2 separate regions of the Mus musculus genome follow, and region 2 is linked to region 1. Evidence: chromatin contacts called from public HiChIP or PLAC-seq data. All regions are on one chromosome and are shown on one strand. Each heading gives the region's core, a stretch centred on a gene start, on an enhancer-like site or on the middle of the called end of the contact. The rest is flanking DNA. Distances are from core to core; before and after follow the strand shown.

What was found. HiChIP or PLAC-seq counts read pairs in DNA pulled down with a chosen protein or histone mark.
Region 2: a CTCF HiChIP or PLAC-seq map of CD8 T cells shows a contact between it and region 1, with 11 read pairs. The contact joins two enhancer-like sites. A contact is called at or near these places in 1 of 39 promoter capture datasets (the 3T3-L1 cell line), 1 of 15 datasets of contacts at CTCF or cohesin (CD8 T cells), 7 of 484 Hi-C or Micro-C datasets (the 3T3-L1 cell line, the CH12 cell line, Th1 cells and 3 more) and 2 of 115 datasets of contacts at active chromatin or transcription factors (CD8 T cells and heart atrium).

What each region holds. Positions count from the first base shown.
Region 1 is chr15:58,578,434-58,581,302 of GRCm38.p6, forward strand. The region is part of intron 16 of Fer1l6 (fer-1-like 6 (C. elegans)); the gene reads left to right. Among named protein-coding and RNA genes, the nearest start is that of Gm36451, 17 kb to the right of the region's middle. Within about 2 kb of position 1,513, at least 14 of the 459 cell types and tissues checked have an H3K27ac peak or open chromatin away from gene starts, as enhancers often do.
Region 2 is chr15:58,683,692-58,686,578 of GRCm38.p6, forward strand. No RefSeq gene overlaps it. Among named protein-coding and RNA genes, the nearest start is that of Gm41329, 75 kb to the right of the region's middle. Within about 2 kb of position 1,485, at least 48 of the 459 cell types and tissues checked have an H3K27ac peak or open chromatin away from gene starts, as enhancers often do.

The DNA of each region.
Region 1 (2,869 bases), core at 263-2,762:
ATGTCTGTCCCACAAACAAGAAGCTAAAAGAAGTAACAATTTTCTCCTCTCTCCCCACTGAAAATCCGGGTTAAGGGTTGCCAGACTTCTGGAGGACAGGTGGCTACTGATGCCCCTCTGTGCCCTGCCTACTAGCACGGTGTTTGTAGATGCTTAAAGATACCTTACAGATGCTCAGTCCTTGTGGAATGAGTGATGGCTGAAAAATGCCAGCCCAAGTCAGACAGACCCTGAAATATCTGACTGTAAAGTCCCACCAATAACACACAAGGGACATTTGGGCAACGCTGTGATAATTCTATTAATAGAAATCTCTTAATATTTGACTTGTGTCAGGGGGATTAAAAGATATGATCAGGATTCAGAAAGATCAATTTTTTTAAAACCCTAACTAATCCAAGTCCAGAGGCTAAAGCTAAACCCTTCCTTCATCTTTCTTTCTAGAATATTTATTGCCTGTCCCCTAGGATGTTCACGGAAGCTGGCTTCCATCATCCTCCAGGTCTTCCTGCTTGGTCCTCCCTCTGGTCCTCTAGTTGACTATGCTGCCTATGCCTTGACTCCATTGCATATTCTCGGCAGAGCTCTGCCTGCTTCTTGCCTACCAACTCTGGCTGGACCAAGTCCACAACATCAGTGTCTTTATAGTGCCTTGTATTTGTTACTCTTCTCACCACAGTGAAAGGGTTTATTCCGGCTGGGCTTTGAAAGGTTAATGCTCAGTCATGGCAGGACAGGGGTGGTGGTGTGCATGGCTGAGGGAGTGTGTAGCTGAGGCACTTCCCATCTCATAGATCATGAAGCAGAGAGAAGGATGACAATGTTCGGTGGGCTTCCTCCCTTTTATTCAGATTAGGTTTCTCAGCAGATGACAGTGACCAGCCCAGCCATTCAGGCTTAGCTCTTCTCTCCTCCTTAGAAACCCCCCCACGTACTTACTCAAAGCTGTGATTCATCAATGCCCAAGGTATTTAATTGAGTTGCCAATAAAACGTCACCATCTTAGTCTCACGTCTCTTGTCTCTAGGGCAGTATCTCTTGCCTCCTAAAGGAAACCAGATGTCTTGGAACACTTCCCACTCAGTATCTTCTACCGATCTACACCTTTCCCAACTTTCTTCTCCTTCCTGTATTGGGATACCCAGCTGTACTTACTGATTCAACCACAAGCCTGTGATCAATGGTGACTTTTTAATCCCTCATTTTAAACCATCCGTGCAACCCTAGATCCTGTTGATTCTCCCCCTTAAGCATTCCAGAACTTACTTCACTACTCGAGCCCCTGAGAACCTCTGGTATAGACTTTGCAGTAGACTTCCTCTAGCTTATCTTCCATTCAAGAATCAAAATGGCTTTTAAAACAAAATGCAAGGTGATTACTTGTTCTTAGCAAATCACTGAAGTTTGTCGATGTTAATAAAGTCTGGATTCCCTTTGCACGGCATGCAGAGCAAACAGTGTATGACCTAGCATTGTGGCCTTGTCCTGCAGTGTGCCCTCACTCTGGAATTGTGTTCTGACCAGCTGGACGCTTGCTGCTTGTATATCTGCACATGTGACTGCTCCCTCTGTCAGGGCTGTCATTTGTTTAATTACTGACTGATGGATTCCATATGGGTCAGGTCAGATTGAGATCCTCCGGGAAGCTTGGCTTCCCCCGTGTCTGATCTCATGAGGCTTTATACATTTATTTGTATATATTGCTTTCATTTCACAAAACTGTCAAAAGAACCATAGTGTACAGCTGTGTTCTCGGTACCTGGCAGACAGCAGGTATTCATTCTTTTGGTCAGCATTACCAGAAGGCTTCTTATATGTTGGGCACAGACAAAGTGCTAGGAACACAAAGCTGAAAGTTCTTAGTGTTTGTCCCTGAGGAATCCATAAATGGCCTTGCTTATTCATTCTGAACTTACTTACTACCCTCTGTGTGCCCAGGAGGTACCGTATGTCACAATGGTTGTTCAGGATAAGGACAAGGCAGGAACCCCCTGTCCAACTGCAGATTGGACAGGAGAAGACAGAATGCAGGCAGGCAAACGACACAGACATAAAAATAATCTTAGGTTGTGATTATGAAGGGAAACTCGCCAAACCCACAGAGAACAGGAAAATATTTGACAACCTATAATTCCGTGGCGACGTTTAAACCGAAGCTACATGAAGTCTAGAAAGAACATTTGTGCAATAAGATCTGTGTGTTATAGCCTTAGGGTAGAGCAGCCTTGGCATGCCCCAGGATCTCTTGAGGAGCCATGAGTCTGGGGCACAGTGGGAGAGGAGAGAACGCTATGAGACAGATAGAAAAGCACAGCCAGCTCACAGGGCCTTAGAAGGTACTGTAAAGACTGTTTTTATTTTTAAACAAATCCTGTAAGTATAGGTGGAATGAATGAGTAAAAGTAAGTATTGCCTTTGCTTCTTTCCTCCCTTCCTCTGTCCCTCCCTGTGCCCTCCTCCTCCATGTCCCTCCATGTCTTACAATACCTAACACAAGGCTGATCCCACATCTCCCAAAGGCAGAAGCATGAAGGCATCTCAAAGTTGACATCTGGCTTTAACTAGTCCTCTCTCCTACTCTCAGATTTCCTCCCCATCCCATATGCCTCACTGGGAAGGACATCCTCTAATCCTTCCTTTCTTGGCATGGTCTCATGTAGCCCAGGCTGAGCTCAAACTTTCTTTATGTAGTTGAGGATGGCCTCCCTCCCAGGTGCTGGAGTTACAGAGGTGTACCACCATGTCTGGGTTATAAAATGATGGTGTTTGGCATTTAACGCAGATGTTTCTCAGATGGCACCTTTGGCTGGAAGCATCCTTCATAGTTCTAAGTTGAGAAAGGGACATACATTCTGGACTGATCTGGAGA
Region 2 (2,887 bases), core at 235-2,734, 110 kb after region 1:
TCTTCACTGTGCACTTTCTTCTGCTCTGAAGCTTCTGCGATAGGTCAGCTGGACCCGAGTCACAGCAGAAGAGTTGGGTGGAGGTAAAGGAAGATCAGGGCTTGCTTAGCCATTGCCTGCATTCCCTGGACCTGGTCTGTGAGTGGGGCTGCACCCAGACACTATTGCCTACGCCAGCAAGATTTTGCTGAAAGGACACTGATATAGCTGTCTCGTGTGAGGCTATGCCAGTGCCTGGCAAATACAGAAGTGGATGCTCACAGTCAGCTATCAGATGGAACACAGGGCCCCCAATGGAGGAGCTAAAGAAAGTACCCCAAGGAGATGAAGGAGTCTGAAACCCTATAGGTGGAACAACAATATGAACTAACCAGTAACCCCCAGAGCTTGTGTCTCTAGCTGCATATGTAAGCAGAAGATGGCCTAGATGGTCATCATTGGGAAGAGAGGCCCCTTGGTCTTGCAAACTTTATATGCCCCAGTACAGGGGAATGCCAGGGTCAAGAAGTGGGAGTGGGTGGGTAGGGGAGCAGGGCGGTGAGAGGGTATAGGGAACTTTCGGGATAGCATTTGAAATGTAAACAAAGAAAATATCTAATAAAAAAAAAAAAACAAAGAAGACATTCTAAGCATGGTGGGACTCCCTCACCACCCTCCTTACTGGGAAAGAGGCCAGAAGGGACCGTACCCATTCTCTGTAATTAGTTTTGCCTCGACCATCCGAATTTGAAACCAGGTAAGGAAATCAATACACAGGGAAAGCTCTTCTTCATTATGGTCATGATCTATACCTGTGCAGGTCCCTTCTAATAGTCTTATAGTCCACCCAGCTGTGCCTTAGAAACACCTGGTCACAAAAGAACCTCCCCCTGAAACCAGCCACAGAAGACAGAAAAGATCTATTTCAAGTGTGTGGCATCCAGCAGGTGCTCAACAAATTACTGCCATAGAACACTATCACACACACACCCCTTCTTCCACCTGGCAGGGGAAGTCCCAGCACACCCTGTTCAAAAAGACATCAGAATCCTTTCCTACAGCGGCTCTGAGGTCAACCCATCTACATTTTCCTAAACCAAATACTAGTCAATTATTCAACATTTTTTAGCGATGCCCACAAGTAAAACCACATGTTCTAGGACTACATACTTTTCAAAAATATCCCAGGGTTGGTACATCCAACGGCTTTGGTGATGTTCCAATGTTAAAATTAAAACAAGAGATTCCATTGCGGGCTTGTAAGCTTCCTTTACTTTCCCCAAAGTGAACACAGTTGTTCTGCAGATCTGTGTGAAAAGTCTAAAAACACAAATCGAAAGTTAGATTGGAAAATCCCCACTGAAAATCAGTTCATACTAGTTCTTTGGTAAAAATACAGAGTTAGCTGGCTAATTCTGCTCTGCCACCCCTTGACTTGGCAAAGAGTGATTTAGACTATTTCCTGTCAACCCACCAAATCGAAAAGCATGTGTCTTCCAGGAAAGCCGAGACAACTAATTACCCAGACTGTGTCTGCATCTATGCCTGTTCGTGTGGTGCGCGTGTGTCCTACCCCTCTGTGACGTTGTGGGCGGTGAGGTTTCCCTGCACAAAGAGCTGAATGTTTTGTTTTGTTCCTGGAACAAAACAAGTCATGGAACCATGACTGCTGTCAATCCCATTGTAATTTGGCTGACTCCCATGGAAAACAACACCTCTCTACACGGGAGGTAGCTTTGGGACTTCAGGGAGCCCTGCAGAGCTGATGACTTCTGCATACCCACCCTTAAGAGCTCCTTTGTGTTATTTGTCTAAAATGCCCACAATATTGTTAGTTCTAGCCTTCCATCCCCTCGTTGAACTCCAGGAGCCCCTCCTGCATCTCCTTTTGACACCCAGAGACTCTCTACCCTCTGTTGATCTCGTGTCCTGCCCAAGGGTTCAGATTGCCAGCATTACATGAGTTCACCCAGGGGACTCCTGTGGAGGAGTTCTGTCTTGACTCTAACTGTAAGTCCAGGAGAAGAAAGGAGACTGCTAAGGGATTGCCACACACAGAGGACTTCACTAAAGCACCACAGAGCCTTTGTGCTCTGAGAGATGAGTGCCAACTCAATGAGATCCGAGCTCCATCATTACATGCCTCCAGGGCCACCCAGGAAAATGTGATCACATGACCACAACCTCCTTCCTGCTGCTGTCACTGAACTGTCACAATGGACAGTGAGGGTTCCCACACACCATTTGCTGGCCACATCAGGTGTCCAGGTGTGGTGAGACAAGGAGAGGCACTTCTCAGCTTCTCCACCTGTGGCCAGTACACCCTGAAGCTTCACAGCCCTGGAACTTGGCATTGTTTTTTCTGGAGGAGAGGTGATCAACTCCACCTCACTCTCCAAACCAGAAGTTCCCAGGGAGAGCTTTCAACTTTGGGGTCTAGATCAGTGGCCGGCTGATATTGCTGGACCCTCGTCTGGTTCTCAGACAGCACTTTCATGGCTAGAACCCAGCTGTAAGAGGAAAATGTGATACAGAGATGGAAAGAAAGTAGAGGCAGGTACCCAGACGGGAAGCTGGAGGAGTTGAAAGGGGACCACCCCGGGATGAGAGGGACTTTCGGAAGGGAGGTATATTTTAGAGGATTTAAAGACTTCTGCCCACTGCCTGGTTCAATCCTATCACTCCTCTGGCCTCCTCTTCAAGGGGCTTCAGAAAGTCTAACAGATTCCACCAAGAGTTCTGATATGGTGTCCTACTGTGTTTGCCACTACTATAATCAAGTAGCACACTTATCAGTTTATAAAGGATAGGTGTTTATTTGGCTCATGGTTCTGAAGAATGGGGAATTCAAGATCAGATACTAGGAAGGACTCTTTGTGGGATGCAAGGTGGCAGAGGGCATCACATG